Linked DNA regions of Mus musculus: regions 2 and 3 are each linked to region 1. Evidence: chromatin contacts called from public promoter capture Hi-C data. All regions are on one chromosome and are shown on one strand. Each heading gives the region's core, a stretch centred on a gene start, on an enhancer-like site or on the middle of the called end of the contact. The rest is flanking DNA. Distances are from core to core; before and after follow the strand shown.

Evidence for each region. Promoter capture Hi-C pulls out the DNA fragments that hold promoters and counts their contacts.
Region 2: a promoter capture Hi-C map of liver shows a contact between it and region 1, with 4 times the contacts expected there. The contact joins the promoter of Fign here to the promoter of Cobll1 in region 1. A contact is called at or near these places in 6 of 39 promoter capture datasets (frontonasal cranial neural crest, hippocampal neurons, liver and 2 more) and 1 of 484 Hi-C or Micro-C datasets (embryonic stem cells).
Region 3: a promoter capture Hi-C map of embryonic stem cells shows a contact between it and region 1, with 5 times the contacts expected there. The contact joins the promoter of Ttc21b here to the promoter of Cobll1 in region 1. A contact is called at or near these places in 2 of 39 promoter capture datasets (embryonic stem cells and pre-B cells), 1 of 484 Hi-C or Micro-C datasets (embryonic stem cells) and 1 of 115 datasets of contacts at active chromatin or transcription factors (embryonic stem cells).

The regions. Positions count from the first base shown.
Region 1 is chr2:65,237,379-65,240,315 of GRCm38.p6, forward strand. Cobll1 (Cobl-like 1) reads right to left here and starts at 1,413. Exons shown (of 14, transcript NM_177025.6): 1 at 985-1,413. The coding sequence starts at 1,061. It overlaps Gm13594 (a long non-coding RNA gene), which reads left to right. Exons shown (of 2, transcript XR_001783320.2): 1 at 1-704; 2 at 2,128-2,818.
Region 2 is chr2:64,096,664-64,099,600 of GRCm38.p6, forward strand. It overlaps Fign (fidgetin), which reads right to left and starts at 1,375. Exons shown (of 4, transcript NM_001267846.1): 1 at 1,179-1,375; 2 at 232-401.
Region 3 is chr2:66,255,139-66,258,075 of GRCm38.p6, forward strand. It overlaps Ttc21b (tetratricopeptide repeat domain 21B), which reads right to left and starts at 1,479. Exons shown (of 29, transcript NM_001047604.2): 1 at 1,376-1,479. The coding sequence starts at 1,396.

The DNA.
Region 1 (2,937 bases), core at 163-2,662:
CTTAAACCAGGGGAAAAAAAAAAAAAAGAACGACTTTCATTCATTGCTTACAAAGTCGCCTGTTCCTTAATGTTCCAATTTCCGGAATTTTCATACTCTGCTTAAGGCATTTCTAGGTTCTGATTAACAAAGAAAAAGAGAAACTGGGGGTGCTTTATGGCAAAGAGGCTACATGACAGCAGTGAGGCGGTCTCACCTAGGACAGGGTTGTGTAGCTTGACCATTTACTACGACAAAGGTTATTCTCAAGTTCTCCTTGGCCCTTGCAGGACTACCTGTTCCCACCACTGTTTACCCAAACGTTTAACAGAGTGATGTTTAGCATATTTGGCAGGAAGGCATGCTTCATTTAATATTAACTCACCATGTGACAGCCCCTTCCCTTCCAATCGCTCCTCAAACACGTGACGGTAAAAAAAAAAAAAAAAAAGTATAGGTGTTTGCCAATGCGACTGACTTCGCACTCGGCTTTGGCATCACCAATTGGCCAGAAGCACATACACACACACACCCCCAGTCAGAGGCGAGCACCCCGCCTGCTCCCGGAACTGTCAAGCCGGGCTGACAGCTGGCACACCTTGCTGCGCCCTCCGTGGACTTTCAGGAAGCCCCTTCCTTGCAGTCACCTTGACAGAAACCATCCTCCTGGGCTGGAGCGCTTGGCTGTGGAAACTTTTCCTTCCTTTCCCGGAGCGCGCTTACAGGTGTCGTCCCCCCCGCCGCTACAGAGCCCCAACAAGGGGCCCTTTGTTACCACTTTTGCTCCGGGACTCCTCACCCAACGCCTGCCATTCGCCTGGCCTTCCGTAACCCCGATCGGAAAGCTTGCCCAAAGTACCGAACCCCCCACCCCGACTCGTCCGGGAGGACGCAGTCTCCCGCCCGCGTGTGGGTCGGCCCGGGAGCCCGGCGGCCCCGCGGGGAGCTCGCCTCGGGCAGGTGAAGCGCGCGAGGCCTCGGCGGCCGGGAGGGAGGCTTACTTACCCTGCGGAGCCCGCGGGCTGCATGGCGGGGGTGCGGGGCGCGCTGCGGGGTAGGGGATCCGGGACGCTGCGGTCCATCGCGCTGCTGGCCGCGGCGCGGGCTCGGGCTCGGAGGCGGCGCGTCACTGCTAGGGTGGGAGAGGCCGGCGGGTCAGGGCGGGAGCGGCCGGGCCAAGAGCCCGCCTCGACCCACGGCAGCCAGGGGCGGCCCCGCCTCCCCGGGGCGCTTCCACCTGCCGGTCGGTCCCTGCCCGAGGGCGCCGCGACGACGGCTACAGGTCCCCGCCCCGGCCGCAGCCCGCAGCCAGTCCCGGGCGAAGGGGCGGCGCGCGGCAGCCCGGGCTGTGAAGGAGGAGGAGGAGCGGACCGGGCGCGGGACGGTCGCCACGCCCGCAGTGCTTGGGCTCCAGCGGCCCGCTGCGCACCAACTGAATCCCGTGCAAACTTTTCCGGAGGAGCTGCGAACCACAGCGCCCCCGCCTTCCCAAGCCACTGCCCGCTTTAGGGGACCCGGCCCGTCCAGGCTCCGCTCCTCCCCCGCACGGCTAGCTCGGACGCCCGGAGCGAGCGCGCGGCGGAAAGCGGCCGGCCCCCGGCCGCCGCGCCCGCGCCCCAACTCACCCTGCCCCATGGCCCTGCCGGGAGCCCCGAGCTCGCAGCCGCCTCGGCCACCTCGCTCTGCAGAAGTGAGGGTGACGAGGTCAGCATCGGAGCGAGCAGAGCAGCCAGCCGGAGAGGGGACGGGTAGGGCGAGCGGGCGGGGACGTGGAGCGAGGAGGAATTTCCTACCCCACCCCGCACCCCTCCGCGGAGCACGCGGCTTTTAGGTACCGCGGGGGAGGCCGGTGGAGAGGAAGCGTCTAGGCTGCTCGTTTTAGTCCCCACTGACACTGAGTAGCTTTGGGAAGCCTCGCGAACCCAAGAGGAAGAGTGGGCGGACAGGGAGGCTACCTGGCCAGCAAAACCCCAGGGAGGACCCAAGCTGTAGCGGAAGTGAGGAGAGCTCATGGACCGAGTCCTGCTGATTGACCACCTGCAGTCTGACCTTCGAAGTGCAGGATTTTCTTTTTAACCTTACTGACCCCTACGGTTGCTAGCCCTTAAAAGGCACCTCTGACATTGTGATCTTTTTAATCCCTGGCAGGTTTAAGCTCGTCCAGTCTTCCCAGACATGCCTCTCTTGATGTAAACAGCCAACAGCTGGGATTTGAGGACTGGACGTTCTCATGATGACAGTCTATAAGCTAAGAAAGAACAGCAGAGATTTAGTGGCCTCCTGGAAGTTTCACAGGAATAAAGGAATCTCAGACAGTGCTTGCTTGTTTGTAGTTTCGGTTCCTGCAAGAGTTCTTCTCAGAGGAGACGTGCCACCTGACAACCGGGTGCATATTGTCTCCTTACCCTTAGACCCTTGCCAACTGTTTTAAAGTAAATCATATTGATGAGTCCAAAAGCGAACATCAGGAAATAATGCTAAATTAAAAATATATAAATGGATACCTCAAGTGGCAAATCTGTAGGCATAAAAACATGATGTAGGATAACAAAGGACTTAACATTTTTGGTTCACATTAAAATTAAACTAGTATTTATAACCCGTGCTTAATTAAAGGTTCTTTGTTGCTCATTCATTACAACCACCACCAATAATTTCTGGAACCAAAAGTACTAACTACTACTCCACATAATTGGATTTTGTCTCTTTCCTCTCCCTTGTGGTGAATATGGTCTCAGTACATCTTTGAATATGAAATGGAGGTGAAGATCGTGGTGACTTCTGCGATGACTGTGTTAGAACTCTATCATTAAAAGTTGCTTTTAAATAATTTGACTAATAACGAGGCAATTGTTTGAAATGGATCTGGATTTTAGACTTTAAATAATAACACTGGTTTGACAAGTTCATGAATCCTTTCTGACCGTAAATGGATAAGCAGATTTACAGCTGTTGCAT
Region 2 (2,937 bases), core at 125-2,624, 1.1 Mb before region 1:
CCGCAAATAACATATTAATAAAAACTGAAATGCATAAAGAAGTGAAAGCAAATACAAAAAAAAAAAAAAAAGCACAGTGACAGATTAAAATAAACAGACATAGACATGTTTAAAAAGAATTGGACATCATGAGCATCTGGTTCCCAAGCAGCCTCCAATGGTTTTTATCATGCTATTTAATTTGTCTTCCCTATTTAAATGCAAAGGAAGTAAATTCCAAAACTGACATACCATAAACACTGGTGCTACTGATCATTTCTTGCTGGTAGCACAAAAAGCTGAATTGGATTTCTCACAAGCAGGAATTCCAAAGGTTGCTTTTCATTAAAGCCACTTTTCCTCTCAGCTATCAAATGTCACTGCCTTGAAACGTGGGCCCTTTCGTCAGGTATTCATTTAACCTACATGCATATAATTAAGGGGGAAAGCAACATCAACAAAAAGGGGATCTCAGATCACAGGAGAAGAAAGAAAGGAAAAAAAGCACATGACCGGGAATACAAGTCCATGTCAATTTCACTCACTCCCATTGAAACTAACAAGAGCTCCGGGGAGGACGGTAATAGGATCAGTGGATTGTATATACCATTAAATTATACATCTTTCTCTCCCGTTCCTTGCCAACAATACGCCCACCACGCTGTACCCCCTCCCGCATGATGTGCTTACAGTTTTCTGCAACCGATCCTCTGACATTTTTCTCGATCCCCCAGCCACGAGATTGTAATTTAACCTCAACTTTTTGTGTGTGTGCAAGATTCTTATTTACACTTCTTATTTACTTAGAAGTTAGTTCCCGAAGAAAGTCTAGCCCCACCCTATGGCTCCGCTTTCTTATTTTATTTTTTTTATTTTTTGAGGTAAAAAGATAGTAGTGAGTAAGCCCAATATCGCGAAAAGCGAGATTCTTGCAGTCACGAACTCTTAATCCCATACTATTGTTATAACGATTAAGCTGCAGAAATATGCATCATAATGTTTCAGGGCTACTTTGTACAGAGAAATTAGACAGCAGGTTGGCGTACAAAATAGAAACGAATGCAAATTAAATTTACTGTTTACGGCACAACTCTGAGACCTCTTCTCACTACAGGTCTTGGATCTATCTATATTCTTTAAAAATAAAACAAAAACAAAAAATTTAAACAGATGGTAAAAAACTACGAAGCTCTCCTTACCTGGACGCGCAGAGCGAGCTCCCGATAGGTTAGCGTAGCATCGATCCGATGTGTTTGCTGATGAATGGAAGCTAGGGTTAAGTGAAGGTGCCTATGATTTGAAATCATTCCAAGTTTTTGAAGGGAAGACGGACTGCAGCCTCTGCCATGTTGGAATTTCAAACCCAAAACAGCTGCTTGGAAGGAGCCAGCATGCCAGAGGCTGAGCGCAGGCGCAGAGCGCCGCCGAGCCAAATTCAAATCACTTTCACACTAAGAGCCAAAGATCAGTTTTCAAAGGAGAGAGGGAGAAAGAGACGCAGGCGGCCGCGCGGCCGGGCGTCGGGAGGCAGTGGCGAGAGGCGGGCGTTGGAGCGCGGCGGGCCGGGAGCCCCGGGAGGGAGCGGCGGCGCGGGCCGGGACTGCAGGGGGAGCGGAGGCGGGAGGCGGCGAGCGGCGCCCGGCCGCGGGCGGACAGGGAGGGCGCAATGGCCGGCCGCCGGGTCATGTTACACGGCCCGGGCCTCGGCGGCCGCCCAGCCTCACAGCTGCGCTCCCGCGGCCCGGAGGGGGCCCCGAGGTCATGCCGGCGCGCGGGGACGCGGAGCCCGGCCCAGCCCGCGCGCGGGGAGCGACGCCCCCGGGGGAAGCGAGCCCCGCTGTCCACGCGCGATCGCGCGTCCCTGAGGGCCCCTCCCCGGTCCTCCGGTCACCACCGTAGCCTGGCCAGCCCTCCCTGCTGCTGCGCGCACGGGACGGGGACCGGGACGTGGAGCCGGGACGTCCCCTATCCCCGAGGCTCCCCGCACCAGTCCGAAAATGACTTTATCTGCTAGGGAGAGGCAAGTTGGGGAGGCAGATCAGCTTGAACCCACTTCACCGCCTCCACCTCCCCGGGAATAAATAAAAACCCTAAGTATCTAGGTGTGCGGTCCCCTCTCAAGCTCCCCCGGCTCCCCTCCCTACCTCCCCCAGGCGGCTCGGGCAGGGGAGAGCAGCGCCCGGGGGCCCACGGTGAGGGCTGTTGGTGCGCAGGCAGAGACCTGGGGCTTCAGCTTTCCCAGCCCCCCGCTATGGAGCAATCTGGGGACCCAGGAGAAGGAAGAGAGTCGGGGCTTTGTGGTGCTGGGAGCTGAGGAAGAATGAAATGTGCAGTTGAGTGTGTGGCTCGCATCCCAGGGAGCAGTGCCGTGCTGATTGTCTGTGGCTGAGATAGCCTTTTGTTCGCAACATAAGGTTTAAGAAACACACACACGTTTTCTGGGGTCTCTTGTTAGATGTAAATGTGCTGCATCCAGACGCTTACTATGCAGTGTAAGCTCAGTTGGTTTACTAATCACCCCGCCCCACCCCCAAACAATCAGGATCATTTGAATGGGAACCTCATTCAGACTTCTGGGCTGAGAGGATTGCCTTCAACCTATTTCATCCTAGACTAGCCAACCATCCAACTGAGATAATAAAGCAAACAATAACATTTGATCATGATGTCTACGAGATAATGTGCCCGGCAAAGTTCTTAAGGAATTGTAATGAGAGAAAGAGAGAGTTGGGCAATAATTTCTCTTCATTTTCATTAAATATGACTTTAATAGATAAATGGTGAGTTTATACTTTGGCCTGCTGGATGTCCAGTCCTCTATATTTCAACTAAGCTGAGAATGCAAGAGGCAAATTATGTATTCGACCAGGAGGCCATCTAGCTGAAAATGTTACTTTGAAGGTTGGAGCAGAAAATACACTTGTTTAGGAAGAATGTCCTTCCTCACTGTCCGCATGT
Region 3 (2,937 bases), core at 229-2,728, 1.0 Mb after region 1:
GATGGGCGGGGCTAAAAGCCAGCCCTTATTCTACAATAGGGTAGGAAACCAGAGTGATAGGTCCAAAGGGAAGGTAGGTCCAAGATATGTCTGGCTTTCTTCCCACTTGGTTTTGTATGGGTAGTGAGCTAAAAATAGTTGGAGAAGAAGGGCCAGGGAAAACCTTTCATAGACAAACGTTAGAGCTCATGAAGATGTACTGGCATATGAGGATGCTCCTTCATTTAGGTACATCCACAGCTGCTTACCAACGTCACTGCAGATGGACAGAGATACTAAAGTAGGTACCATCTGGCATTTTGTAGACGGTGCTTGCCACTCCTTGTTCAAGAACCTTGTTCTAGATAGAATATTGCACTGATCAAACTGGAAAGGGAAGAAGCCAAGGTCAGCAGCCTCAGTTTTAGGACACGACTCGCTCCTGTGCTAAGTGATGAGAAGTTTAATAATGGTTTTATCACTAAAGTGGTTTTAGTGCAGAACTCATTTGGATAAAATGAGGGATAAAACATGTAAAAGAGTTGGAGGAAAAACTTGAAAAGGTAATGTAGAAATTCATTAAAAAAAAAAAAAAAAAGCCAAACCTTTCGGTCTTCCCTAACTGTCAGCACCCACTGTCCTCTGAATATAATCAGTAGTTCTCATGACATTCATGTGTTTAATAGCTTGTGGGGTCAGCCCTCATAAATCAAGTGAAAGTTGCAAGACTAAGCACCTTTACTGCAGTATTGCAAGTACTTAGAAAATAGTGCAAAACACACAGAAGGCAGTCAACCAATGCTTGCTAAATGTACTAAGAACTTTTTCCAGTGTTGGATTTTTGAATGAGTAAATCTCATGTCCAGGAGTCTGTTCAGCTAGCTCCAACTTCCGGGAGTCACCCAAGAAAAAGCGCTCCACAAATACTGAACAGGTCCCAAAGTGGACAGAGGGGAGGGGAGGGGATGCGAGGGGAGGGGAGGGGAATGATCGCGAAAGGCTTCCAAACCTTGTCCTTGTTTTTCACCATTTCTGAAATATATGCTGAGTGCAACTATGGGAAGACCATTTTCATAATCTATAATACTCCTCCTTTTAAAGGACTTTCGTTAACCGCTTGCAAAGGTGAGTGCCGGGTAGAGGACATTAGCTCGCTAAGTCCCTAGAAATCACACTTGGAGACTAAGCAGGCTTTCCCAGGAGAAGTCCAAAGCCAACATAAGCAGGAGGCTGGGGGCTGGCCGTTAACCGCAAGGCAGTGGTTGAGCCCTCGGGATCATCCCGGCGGGGGGCGCAGCATCTCCGCCAAGGCCGCAGGCTCTCACCATCAGCTGCCCGAGCCACCCTGTACCTCGCAGTCCACTCGCCCTGCCCACGCCCCGCGCCGCCCGCTCACCTTCAGCCCCTGGGAGTCCATGGCCGCCGGCTACCCGGAGGGTGCCCACCGCTGCCCGCCGCAGGGTTAGGGGTTCAGACCCACTTCCCGGGCCCTCAAACCCTAAGGGACGCGGCGTGCAGCACGAGGGGCGTGGCCCGATCTCCATTGGTTGTCGGCGTGAGGGGGCGGAGCTTAGTTGTAGGACTAGGAAGGAGGGGGCCACCGGAGCAGGCGAGGAGGGAACCCCGAGGGAGGACCGCGAGGGCGACTGGGGCTGGAATCCGCTGAGCATTGAGTGCTGCCGAGTTGTGGGGCTAGAGGAGGGAGGTCCAGCCTGGAAACGGCGCGAGGAGGAGGGATTGGGTGGAGCAAGAGATATGAGATTAAAGAATAAAGATGATGAAGCAGCAAATAGGAGGGAGAGCCATGCCGCTTTTCATCCCTGCAAACAAAGGCCGACTCCATTTTCTCAGCATTTTTTGTGGAAGCCGATTTGCGCAATGCGGCTTAGTACTTGACCAGGGAAAATGATTTACCTGACACGTGTAGTAATCGTGTCTGGGCCACAAGGTGGCGCAGAAAAATCACAGTTCGGCAAAAACCTTGAAGCCTGGCTTGGGCTTGTTCTAAATCTTTTCAGGCGCTGCTGTAATTTTGCTATTCGAGTGCTTATTAAACTGCTCCGCCAGATTTCCACCCCCAAAGTCTTATTTAAAAATATGTGGTTACCTCTTTTAGATTTCTATTTCTTAAGTGTTTGCTGTAGTTTGGATCTAAACTGTCCCTCAAAGACACACGTGCTGAATGTTCCCCAGCCCGTGTGCTGTTGGGAGTGGTGGAACCTTTGATAGATGAGGCCAAATGAAAGGACTTTAGAAGATTCTCACGTGACCTTGAAGAAGACATTGGGACCATGGACTTGCTGTTTGCTTTTCTTTTTGCTTTTCTGTTTGCTTCCTGGCAGCCTTCCTTAGAAGATCTTCACCAGTGTATTTATCATGAGATCCAGCAAGCTGACTGAGAGGGGCATCTAGACACACTAATTTGTTTCTGCTTGTATTCTTTAAAGGACTGCAGGCAGCTGTGGCCGTTATACTGATGTTTTAGTGGGCCTCCTGCCTGCTCTTAGGACTCTTCCTTCAATCGGGTTGCTTTCTCCATCCTCCGTATGAGATCTTTTACCTTGTCTTACTGTATTTTGGTCCTGTTTGGCTGTCATCTCTTAGAAGCCTACTTCTTTCTGAAGAGGAGAGGGAGGGGGAATGGATCTAAAGGAATGGAGAAGCGGATGTGGTGAAAAGCTAGGAAGAGTGGGGTGGGGGAACTGTGGTTGGGATGAGAGAAGAATCCATTTCAATTAAAAAAAAACAGGCAGAATGATGTAGACAGTTCTAGAATTCTATCTTATCAAGAAGAGAGGTACTTAAGGTCATGACAAAGCAGTGGGGATGCTAATTATTCCAATGTGACCCCTGCTCTTTGTATGTGTGCACTGAAATATCGCACTGTATCCCAGTGAAAACCACCAGTTTCCACATTTTTGAGCATCATATAAGCCTTTTGAGTTTCAGTGGAGTCTT